3 separate regions of the Sus scrofa genome follow, and regions 2 and 3 are each linked to region 1. A link is a contact called in public HiChIP or PLAC-seq data. All regions are on one chromosome and are shown on one strand. The core of a region is the stretch at or near the end of the contact, and the rest is flanking DNA. Distances in the headings are between cores, read along the strand shown. Region 1 has its middle 100 kb from the start of SVIL. Region 2 overlaps SVIL (supervillin). Region 3 overlaps SVIL (supervillin).

What was found. HiChIP or PLAC-seq counts read pairs in DNA pulled down with a chosen protein or histone mark.
Region 2: an H3K27ac HiChIP or PLAC-seq map of alveolar macrophages shows a contact between it and region 1. The contact joins two enhancer-like sites. A contact is called at or near these places in 2 of 2 datasets of contacts at active chromatin or transcription factors (alveolar macrophages and skeletal muscle).
Region 3: a contact with region 1 is called in an H3K27ac HiChIP or PLAC-seq map of alveolar macrophages. The contact joins two enhancer-like sites. A contact is called at or near these places in 1 of 47 Hi-C or Micro-C datasets (liver) and 1 of 2 datasets of contacts at active chromatin or transcription factors (alveolar macrophages).

What each region holds. Positions count from the first base shown.
Region 1 is chr10:41,074,241-41,078,246 of Sscrofa11.1, forward strand. No RefSeq gene overlaps it. Among named protein-coding and RNA genes, the nearest start is that of SVIL, 100 kb to the right of the region's middle. Within about 2 kb of position 2,206, at least 9 of the 83 cell types and tissues checked have an H3K27ac peak or open chromatin away from gene starts, as enhancers often do. A contact at or near this core is called in alveolar macrophages, where this site is marked.
Region 2 is chr10:41,293,576-41,297,581 of Sscrofa11.1, forward strand. The region is part of intron 3 of SVIL (supervillin); the gene reads left to right. Among named protein-coding and RNA genes, the nearest start is that of SVIL, 120 kb to the left of the region's middle. Within about 2 kb of position 2,161, at least 1 of the 83 cell types and tissues checked has an H3K27ac peak or open chromatin away from gene starts, as enhancers often do. A contact at or near this core is called in alveolar macrophages, where this site is marked.
Region 3 is chr10:41,253,442-41,257,447 of Sscrofa11.1, forward strand. It overlaps SVIL (supervillin), which reads left to right. Exons shown (of 36, transcript XM_021064788.1): 3 at 3,737-3,836. Among named protein-coding and RNA genes, the nearest start is that of SVIL, 79 kb to the left of the region's middle. Within about 2 kb of position 2,145, at least 1 of the 83 cell types and tissues checked has an H3K27ac peak or open chromatin away from gene starts, as enhancers often do. A contact at or near this core is called in alveolar macrophages, where this site is marked.

The sequences.
Region 1 (4,006 bases), core at 956-3,455:
GGCACTGCTCGGACCCCATGTTGCTATGGCTGTGGTTAGGCCAGCAGCTGTAGCTCTCATTCCACCCCTAGCCTGGGAACTTCCATATGCTGCCAGTGTGGCCCTAAAAAGAAAAAGAAAAAAAAAAAAAAAGTAAGCAGGGAAAGGGGCTGCCTCCACACTCAGGTCCCTCTGCACCCATGTGGAAAGCCTGTCCCCCATGACTATTTGCAGGGCACTGGTTCCAGGCTGGGCTCCATGGAAGAGGAGGGAGCGGCTGCAAAGAGGAATAGAGCTGATCCTGCTTCCAGAAATGCTCAGTCCCACAGAAGCAGGTGCTACTCGCGCTCCTGGGATCCAAACTGGCTTCATGGTCACAGAAAGGCTGGAGTGCAGAGAAGACGAGGAGGCAATACTGGGGGAAGGGAGAGTCTGCCAGATCGGATGTGCTGGGGCAGCAAAGACTGGGCAGAATAGAGATGCGCTACACAGCTCGGCAGGGAGATGAGTGCCAAGCTTACAGCTCTACTGTCCTTCACCTTCTGGTCTTGCCTGACACTCAGGATGCCCGTCAGCCATGAGCATTATCATTGCCATTCTGCTGACGAGACCAGAGAGGTTAAGCAACTGGGTTCGGGTCACACAGCCAGTCCAGGGCAACACTAGGCTGCAGGAACCCTACACCAGGGGGGACCCGGAGGAAGCGCGTGAGTCTTCTTAACCAGAACGGGAAGCCTGTCAGGCCCAAGACACCAATGTGCTCCAAGCAAGTGCCATCCTGAATGTGAAGGCAGCCCCATGGTTGGGGGCTGGCCCGGGGGATGTTGGCGCAGTGGCTGCTGACCTGGGGACAACCGGCCACTCCCTTCTCGGACAGGACAGCAGCACCTGCCTGATCAGTGGCAGCAGAAGCATCCACACAGGATAGGACCACAACCCTGCTGAGGCCCCCCACGGACACAGCGCCCATGGCAATAGAACAGACGGCCAAGAGCGCAATCCCCAAGGCCCTGCGGGATGGACACAGGCAGAGAAATTATCATAGTGGGACAGTCCCTAAATGAGCACTTACTATGCACCAGGGCCACCCCAGCCACTTCTGGTGGGTCACCTGCTTAATGCTCATTGAGTCCCCATCTTCCCTTTAACAGATAAGGAAACAGTCATGGGTCTTGAATCTGCTTCAGGAGAGAACTAAGCCAGCAGAGGGGCAAAGGGTCTGACACCAACATCCAAGCTCTCACCTCTGTGCCCTAATCCTCCCTCAGGTAGCACCTCCCCAGGGGAGAGAGGACTACTGATCACGTGGCTGTAAATCAGAACTGAAGCTCCTTGAGGGCAGGAATTTGCATCTGTTTTGCTCACAGAGGAGACCCTTCTTCTCAAATAGTGTGGGGGCACACAGGAGACCGTTTTTTTTTCTTTTCAGAGCCGTACCTGCGGCATATGGAAGTTCCCAGGCTAGGGATCAAACTGGAGCTGCAGCTGCCAGTCTACACCACAGTCACAGCCACATCAGATCCCAGCTGCATCTGCAACCTATACCACAGCTCGCAGCAACCTGGATCCTTAATTCACTGAATGAGGCCAGGGATAGAACTCTCATCCTCTCAGATACTATGTCAGGTTCTTAACCCACTGAGCTCCAATAGGAACTCCTGGAAGACTTTTTGGGCCACACCCACAGCTAGGGGTTGAATCGGAGTTGTAGCCACTGGCCTATACCACAGCCACAGCAACACAGGATCCCAGCCGCATCTCCAACCTATACCATAGCTCACGGCGACACCGGATCCTTAACCCACTGAGCATGGCCAGGGATCAAACCTGCAACCTCATGGTTCCTAGTCAGATTCGTTTCTGCTGCGCCACAACGGGAACTCCCTGGAAGACTTTTAATAAACATTTGTGATGTAAAGAACTAGAAAACCACCCAGAGATGTAAATGCTGAGTTGACCTACCAATTTGTACCCATGCATAAAGTCCTGTGGCTGGAAATTCAGATTTTTCCTTAAGGAGGCCTCCAAGTGAAGTCCCTCGCTGAAGTGATTTTACACACAAGGTGACTGGCGATGAGCCAGCCTCAGCCCAGTCCCTCCCTCATCCTGGCAGCTTATTGGTTCCCAGCAGCTGCTGCCCTGAGGCAGACTTGGTACAGCTGGACAGCACATCACCTCCCATCACCTCCCATCACTTCCTTTGGCCTTCAATGATGCAACCCCTCCTTTCACGAGACTGCAGTATCACCATGCATCACAGATCTCAACTCTCCTTGTAAACAGTGAAAGATGTCAGTATTGCGTCCACAGATGACAAAGAGCCCACGCTCTCCAGGGCTTCTGCCACCTATCCCGGCATGGGCGTGTGCAGGGGGTGGGGGGGTTCTGGTGTCTCCTGGTCAGGCATGTCCTACAGCCAGTGAGTGTCAGATTGGCTGGGAATCAGAAATGCCCTGAGAGGTGGGGGGGGGGGGTTCTCCCACATGGGGCAGGCGTTTCACCAGAATTGCACAAGCTGTCAAGTGAGTTTGTTTTGCTCTCCAGATAAATGAGGAGCCAAAGGGTGTTTTGCTAACTGTGAATTCTTGGCATTTTTTCAGGTTTCTAAATAAGCAAAGTTAACACTGCCAGTCTTCCCTGGCGCTGCCCGGGATTGTTTAATGAATAATAGAAATATGGATCCGGCGGCCTCAGAAGTCACCTAATGTGGGGTTTTCACACTTTTTTTTTTAAAGGGCACACTCACAGCATATGGAGGTTCCCAGGCTAGAGGTTGAATCGGAGCTACAGCTGCCAGCCTACACCACAGCCACCGCAACACGGGATCCAAGCCTCGTCTGCGACCTACACCACAGCTTACAGCAATGCTGGATCCTTAACCCACTGAGCAAGGCCAGGGATCGAACCCACATCCTCATGGATCCTAGTTGGTTTCATTAACTGCTGAGCCATGAAGGGAACTCTGGGTTTCACACTTTTTAGGTATTGGAATCCTTACTTCAAACGCAAGATTACCCTGAAGTCCATCATGGTATATTATATATTATATTATGTCATATCACATTATACTAAACTATATTATAAACAAATTATATTATGTAACATGTTATATATTATACTATACTATACTATACTATACTAGTATACTAATATTATAGACATACAATAAATATATGATAACATGTCACATATTATATTACATGAAAACAAGTAAAGGGCTGTGGATGACATCAGGTGGCAGCTGCCTCCCCCCCAGCCCTCTTTTACCTCCTTTCTGGCCCACAAGCACAGTTCCAGAAACACTGGCCTCCTCTAACCCCTCACTGAAATGATCGGAGGCAAAGGGCCTTACAGCAGGTTAGTGACCACGCTGGGGTGGCACCCCAGTTTCCAAGCTCAGGGGGAAGAGAGGAGGCAAGTCCAAGCAGAGGAGGCTCCCGCCGTGTCCCCAAGGCCCTGGGCAGGTTGTGGGCAAGTGGATCCTACTAATGATCCCCCCAGGTGACTTATTCAATGCCAGCTCATGATAAGCTGCTGAAGTTCACTTTAGTATAAAATCTGAGCTTGAGCATTGAGGGTCCTGACCCCAGCCTTTAGACCTCAGACATCGAGCTCTCCCAGGCCTTGACCTCCTGTCTCAAAAGGTGCAAAGGAGCACATCAACACGAACAAAACCTCTGCTCCAGGCTCTCATTGATGGGGGCAGATCTGAGATGGGCCTCCCAGAAATGCCACCCAGGGCCTGGGTCCCGCCCTGTGGCTTTTTCTCCAAGGCCCCATCAGGTGATTCTGTGATCATGACCTTGAAGCTCCCTCAGCTCCATCAAGCCAAATGCCCAGCCCGGAGAAACTGGAAAGAAACCACTTCTCCCTCCCCAGGTGAAGGAGTCCTTTCTGGAATTCTCTCCTACTAGGCAGGGAAAACGTGTGACTGGTGGCCCCAGCCCTGCTGTGTCCAGCCCTGCTGGCGGGGGTCCTGCAAGAAGAATGGCTTTCCCACACCAGCTGCAGAAAGGCCTCCCACCCC
Region 2 (4,006 bases), core at 911-3,410, 220 kb after region 1:
AGGGCCTCGGAGGGCTGGGGTCTAACTGGCCTTGGACTTTGCATCCTGTAGCCAGAGGCTGGGCCTCCTCTCCACAGCAGGGTCTGGTTCTGTCACAGAGCCGCAAACAGCCCCTTGTTGTCGGAAAAGACAGTGTTTTTCCTTTCTCTGGCTTTCTGGACTTAAAGTAAAACTTGAATTTGACGGACTCTACCATAAACCCCACCCCCACCCCAAGAATGATGTTCCGAGGTCTTGCCTCTTCATCTGAACAGCGTGCAGCTGTTGGGTTTGGCACTTATTCTAGAACTTTCTGTAAAAGCAAGTGCATTCCATGTTCTCCCATCCTGAAGAGGGCTGGGTTTACCCGCCTCCCATGAGGACATCTGCCTTCCCTCTCGCATGTGTGAGCCCCTTGGGGGCTGTCTTAAGTCTCCATGTAGGAGGCCTCACAGTCACAGCACGATGGGGTTGGAGGTTAGGGGGCCAACTCTATACGGCCCTTGACATTGACTTGAAAATGTTTGCAGGTCTTGGCCAGATTGTGCAATATTCAAGTAGGTATCAGTCTTCTAAATCAGATGTCCCAGCGAGTTCCCATCGTGGCTCAGCAGTAACAAACCCGACTAGTACCCATGAGGATGCAGGTTCCATCCCTGGCCTTGCTCAGTGGATTAAGGATCCCGTGTCGTCGTGAGCTGTGGTGTAGTTCCCAGATGTGGCTGGTATCCCTTGTTGCTATGGCTGTGGTGTAGGCTGGCAGCTGCAGCAGTGAATTAAGCCCTAGCCTGGAAACTTCCATATGCTCTGGGTTCAGCTCTTTAAAAAAAAAAAAAGCAAAAATCAATCAATCAATCAGTCAATCTATCTGAGGTCCCCAGGGGGAACACTCCCCAGTATTCTGTGCTGGTCTGTTTGGGAAAAGAATCTGAAAGAGAATGGATGTGCGTCCATGTGTAACTGAGTCGCTTTGATGTCCAGCAGAAATGATCACAATATTGCATATCAACCAGACGTCGATAAAATTTGAAAAAATGAAAAAACATAAGTAATGTACGGTTCCTAAATATTAAATAATAAATAAATACCATTCTCAAATGTAAAATAAATACGTGAAATACATCAGATACCCTCATCTGCTGTCCAGTTTGGAGGGTCTTGGCCATTTTTTTCCCCCTCCATTGGATGGAGAACCACATAGACACTGATTTGGGAAAAGTTGCATCCGCATTGGAATCTGGATCCCACCAGCAGCACTTGTACCCCTTGGAGGGTCGGAAACCCTATGTCCTGGTCATCTAGGAGGATGGCTCCAAGAAATCTCCAGAAAGAGTTTACTTGTACCTGCTTTTTGGAGATGTTTTAGTTAATCAGAATTTCTTTCTTTTTTTTTTTTTTAAATGGAAGTGTAGTTGATTGTCAATGGTGTGTTCACTTCTGCTATACAGCAAAGTGACTCAGTTACACATACGTACCTTCTTTTCTTTTCTTTTATATTTTTGTCTTTTGTCTTTTTAGGGCCACTCCTGTGGTATATGGAGGTTTCCAGGCTAGGGGTTGAATCGGAGCTATAACCGCTGGCCTACACCGCAGCCACAGCAACACCAGATCTGAGCCGTGTATGTGACCTATACCATAACTCACAGCAATGCCGGATCCTTAACCCACTTAGCAAGGCCAGGGATCGAACCTGCGTCCTCATGGTTGCTAGTTGGGTTTGTTAACCACTGAACCACGACAGGAACTCCCATATGTACCTTCTTTCAAAAAGAATTAAAAATAATTTCAAGTATTATTTAAAAAATTTTTTAAAAATTGAAAATATTCTTTTCCGTTATGGTTTATCATAGGATGTTGACGATAGTTCTCTAATGGGACAGAATTTCTTTTTTCTTTTTTTTTTTTTGGTCCCATTTTTAGGCCCATACCCATGGTATATGGTATAGTTCCCAGGTTAGGGGTCTAATCTGAGCTGGAGCTGCAGCTGCCAGTCTACGCTGTAGCCACAGCCATGCAGGATCCGAGCCGCGTCTGCAACCTACATCACAGCTCACCACAATGCCAGATCCTTAACCCACGAAACGAGGCCAAGATCAAACCCACATCCTCATGGATACTAGTTGGGTTTGTAACCCACTGAGCCACAACAGGAAGTCCTGGACAGAATTTCTTAATGTGAATTTGCTTCTTCTCTAGCTAACTCAGATTTAAGTAGACAGCAGTGTGGGAAACAGTGAATGCTGGCACACACTGTACACACACACACACACACTTGAGGAGGACCTCGGCACATGAGAGAAGACTCTCGGGCCAGCCAGCACCCTGGCGCCTTTGTAGACCATGCAGAAAAATAGCATTACTTGGATGCACTCTGGCTGCCCTCTGCAGTGTCATTTTAAGATGTTACTCATGTATTATTTGAAATTTAAAATAACATCTCTTGTTCTTGAGAGAAATCCATCACCTGCCATGAAGTTTATATAAAAATATCAACTCATTGCTGGAGTTCCCATCATGACTCAGTGGTTAGTGAATCCATCTAGGAACCATGAGGTTGTGGGTTCGATCCCTGGCCTTGCTCAGTGGATTAAGGATCCGGTGTTGCCGTGAGCTGTGGTGTGGGTTGCAGACACGGCTTGGATCCCGCGTTGCTGTGGCTCTGGTGAAGGCCGGCGGCTACAGCTCTGATTGGACCCCTGGCCTGGGAACCTCCATATGCCATGGGAGCGGCCCAAGAAATGGCAAAAAGACAAAATATATATATATCAGCTCAGTGCTGTAAATCCTAATGCCAAACAAACAAGTGTGCTCTGTGAGGTTTTATTTATCTAAGATCTGTCTTATAGATCAATTTATTGTAGATTTGATTTGATGGGGAACACCATGTACATCTGTGTCATCATTGCCTGAATGTCAGAAGTTACAGCGCAGGTTTCCCTGGTTTTGTCTGAAAGTCAGGAGCACCGTTTTCCCAAAGAGGCAAGGTACCAACTGTATGTTGAAAGAACCTTGAGTTGATAAAGATTGAAACCAAGACTCAACTTGATCTTTTTTCTAAGCATATCATGTAGGTGGTTATGATGGGATGTCGTTGCAAGTTGTATAGGGAAGGCCCCCAGCTTGACTTAAGCTTGATGGATGGAACTTGAAGAAATCAGTGTGGACATTTGTTTGAAGTACAGGGAACTCTTAGTTATTCCAAAAGTCAGATATGTACAAGTGGCAGATTTTGTGTGTGTGTGTGTGTGTGCTTTTTAGGGCCATACCTACCACATATGGAGGTTCCCAGGCTAGAGCTTGAGTCTGAGCTGTAGCTGCCGGCCACAGCTACAGCCACAGCAACATGAGAGAGATCCGAGCCACGTCTGTGACCTATACCACAGCTCATGGCAATACCGGATCCTTAACCCACTGAGGCCAGGGATCAAACCTGCGTCCTCATGGATACTAATCAGATTCATTTCTGCTGAGCCACGATGGGACCTCTAGTGGCAGCTATTTCTAAGCAACGGAAGCATGTTGCTTAGCATATAATATCACACTTATATTTGATATTGGTGTGTTTAATATTTAGGACTTCTGACAGTTACTGCTTCAGGAGCTCCCGCTGTGGCACATTGGATTGGTGTACTAGGACATGGGTTGGATCCCCAGACCTGGCACAGTGGGTTAAGGATCTGGCATTGCCGCAACTGCAGCTTAGGTCGAGACTGTTGCTCGGATCTTGATCCCTGGCCCGGGAGCTCTATGTGCCCCGGGGTGGCCAAAACAACCAAGCAGATACTGCCCCAATGATTGGTACTTAGCAGGTGTTCAGCGATTAGTTGTGCAGTGAAGAAATTGATGAATGGCCCTTGCGCGCACATGCACGCGCACACACACTCACAGGAAGGAGCCAAATGCCCAAAGAGCTGAGAGCATTTGATGTCCTCATCTGCTGAGCTCCCTAGTGGAAATTCGCTTTGTAACAATTCTGACTCATTCAGGCCTTCTCCAGAAGGAAGGTAATTACATGTTTTTATTTTAA
Region 3 (4,006 bases), core at 895-3,394, 180 kb after region 1:
ATTCTGATGTTTTACTGTCTAGTGACTGAGGGTTTCCCTCTGTCTTGGGATAAAACGGATTCAGGGAATGAAAGCATTTCAGGTACGAGACCCCCTCTCGGTCCTTGGACTCGTGATGTCCACTGTAGATGCTCTTCTTTCTTGCCCCACAGTTGTAAAGCCCAGAGGGGATTCCTCTTCTGGAGGGTCCTGGAGGGTTGGGCCAAGGACAGGGAGGGGTGCTCTCTCTAAGGAGGGAAGGGCAGTGAGGATTTCCACTCCTGTCCTTGCCTCTTGGCTTCTATTGGTTTCCTTGGCCATTTTTTCCATTCTTTTTGAATCATTTCCTTTTGTCTGAAAAGAGGGTCTTCTTTCAAAAGCAGCTACGTCTTCCCCATTTGAGTGTGTACACACACACACACACACACACGGTCAAACCCATAGCATTTGGTCATTCCCAGGCTAGGGGTTGAATCAGAGCTGCACCTGCTGGCCTATGCCACAGCCACAGCAATGCCACATCCTAGCTGCATCCTTAACCTACACTGCAGCTTGCAGCAATGCTGGATCCTTAACCCACTGAGTGAGGCCAGGGGTCGAATCTGAATACTCATGGATACTAGACCGATTCTTAACCTGAGGAGCCACAGTGGGAACTCTTTCTTTCTTTCTTTCTGTCTTTTTTTTTTTTTTTTTGTCTCCCAAGTCAAGCATACGGAGGAGGCGGCTCAGGTGAGAGAGATTCACCTGGGTCCAGCCCAGTTCCCAAGGCTCCAGAGGTTGGTTAGTAACAAACAGATTTGTGGAGTAGGGAGGATAATAATTTTTTTTTCCATCTAAAACAGTCTTCTTAAACCCAACAGTTTGTCTTTGTGTGCCGCAACCATCTTTGTGGCTTCCAGTCCTGAGTTTGTGGCTGTCCAAAGTTCAGTGAGCAGTGGTGAAAGTGTTTTGTTGCTTTGTGGGAACTTTGCATGGCTGACTCCCACCCTCCCACCCCCACCCCACACACAGGCTCATTTCCTTGTAAGCTGCCTCAGCCTGGGCTTCTAGAGATGAACCCCATGCTCTCTACACGAGGAAAGAGCAGCTCTGACACCCCGCCTCCCATATGCTTCCCAAACTGACTTTTGACACCACCTCTGTCCTTTAAGAGGCTGGCAGTGTTATTGGCTGCTGTCCGGTTCAGGACCTTCTTTGAGTGAACTCTTTCCTAGGATGATGTTTTGTTTGGCAGGGGGAACGTAGATCTTTTTTTTTTTTTTGAAGTAGTTGACTTGCAGTGTTGTGCCTATTTCTGCTGTATGGCATATGTGACCCAGTCATACATATTTTATATATATATATATATATTCTTTTTCTTTTTTAATTTAATTTTGTATTAGAGTATGGTTGATTTTACAGTGTTGTGTCAATTTTTGCTCTACAGCGTAGTGACACAGTCATACATGTATATACATTCTTTTTCTTGCATGATCTTCCCTCATGGTCTCTCCCAAGAGACTGGACATAGTTCCCTGTGCTGCACAGTAAGATCTCACTGCTTATCTATTCTAAATGTAATAGTTTGCATCGACTAATCCCAAACTCCCTGTCCATCCCACTCCCTTCCTTGCCCCCTTGGCAACCACAAGTCTGTTCCCTATGCCTGTGAGTCTGTTTCTGTTCTGTAGATAGGTTCATTTGTGTCATATTTTAGATTCCACATAGAAGTGATATCATTTGTCTTTCTCCTTCTGTCTTACTTCACTTAGGATGATCATCTCTAATTGCATCTAAGGATGGTGTTTTCAAAAGGTAATATAGGAGTTCCCTGGTGGCTCAGTGGGCTAAGGATCTGGCATTGTCACTGCTGTGGTGCAGGTTTGATCCCTGGCCCAAGAACTTCTACATGCCACAGGTACAGCCCCCACCCCCCAAAAAAGAGTGATTTAAGCAAGTGATATCAGAAGGAGCAGGAAGGAAAGGGAAGCCCCTAAAACAGAAGACTTCCCCAAACCCCTCTGACTTAACCACTAACCAACTAGCCACCAACCAACTAACAGCCCTAGGACTTTCCTCTCAAGTCCAGATCTCAGGGCTGGAGCTCTGCTTGGGTCCAATGCCCCTTTCCCAGGCTGAGTCAAGGGGATGCCACACAAGGGGGACGGCCTTCTGAGGGTGACAAATGAGTTTGTCACCATGGGGGTCATCCTGTAGACACATGACGACTCACCGTTAGGACAATCACACAGGGAAGTGTCTGCTGCCCTTTGTCCTACTCTGTTGTACTTCCAGCACGGGGAAGGTTTTCCCTTTTCCTCCAGGAATGCTGGAGGAAAATCAGTGTGGAAGGTTTTTCTCTGCCCGGAATGAATGGCACAGACCATGTTCCAGCCCAGTTGCTCAACCTCAATGAGTTATTCTTTTTATTAGTAGTAGTAGTATTTTTCTTTTTAGGGCTGCGCCTGAGGCATATGGATGTTCCCAGGCTAGGGATCAAATCAGAGCTGTAGCTGCCAGCCTACGCCATGGCCACAGCCACAGCCACACTGGATCCAAGCCGCATCTGCAACCTATTCCACAGCCACAGCAATGCCAGATCTGAGCTGCATCTGCAACCTACGCTGCAGCTTGTGGCAACACTGGATTCTTAGCCCACTCAGCGAGGCCAGGGATTGAACCTGTGTCCTCATGGATACTATGTCATGTTCTTAACCTGCTGAGCCACAGTGGGAACTCCCTCAATGGGTTATTCTAGTTTCAATTTTTTTTTTTTTTTTTTTTTGGTCTTTTCAGGGCTGTACCCATGGCATATGGAGGTTCCCAGGCTAGTGGTCTAATTGGAGCTGTTGCTGCCAGCCTACGCCAGAGCCACAGCAATGCCAGATCCAAGCTGCATCTGTGACTTACATCACAGCTCACGGCAACGCTGGATCCTTAACCCACTGAACAAGGCCAGGGATCGAACCCACAACCTCCTGGTTCCTAGTCGAATTTGTTTCCACTGTGCCATGGTGGGAACTCCTCTAGTTTCAATTTTATTATGCAGTGTCTCTCTTTTTCTAAGGACCTGGGACTTTGTCAGTTCCCTCTGGTTATACACATCCAACTCTCTGATGAGTTTCAGAACATTCTGTCTTTTCAAGTCTTCCTTCATTACAAGGCTTCTTTCCCAAAGTCCCTTTATTGGGTCTGATGTCAATTTGTGTTGTGGAAAGGATTCATATTTACTCATGATAGCTCTGCTTTTAGACCAAATGTCAAATTTCATCACCAGAGAAAAATTAGAGCTTTGAAAAACCATCACATAAAAATGACTTTATTCAGTGAGTTCAAGATGAAGGGAAAAAAATGTTGTTACTATTGTTTATGGCCGCGCCTGCAGCATGTGGAAGTTCCGGGGACAGGAACTGAATCTGAGCCACAGCTTTGGCATTTAACTCACTGTACCAGCCTGGGGATCAAACTTTTGCCTCTGCAACCACCCCGAGCCACTGGAGTGAGATTCTTAACCCACTGTACCACAGCGGGATCCAAAAAAATGTATTTCTTAATTGCGTATTTTTTATGAGGGTTGAAAAGATGCTCAAATCACTGCCTATAATCTTTTGTCACCGATGTAGATGAATAATTGAATGGGAAAAAGCTCTTCTTAGAAGCAGAAAATGAATCACTGCAGCGGATCTGGCCTTGCTCACACAGGCGGCTGTCTTACACTATTGGCTGCTGTCTTTCCTAGATTTCAAAGTGGACATTTTTCTTTCCTCTTTTGCAGGAAGGGTTTGCATAGATGACCTGGAGACGCGGAGAGCTGAGTGAGGAAGAATTTGAAGTCCTTGTCCATCTGAAGCCATGATTTAAATACCAGCATTACGGTAAGTCTTTAGAAAGAAATACCACCGTTTTGTGGTTGACACGTCACTGGTTTTGCCTGCAGTCTGAGAGCAGGTTAAAGGTCATTATAAAGGGTAAATTTGTTTGAATCACATTCAGCCGATGGAGCTCTGAGAAAATTAAAGGGGCCTCGAAGGTAAGTTGTGGGACT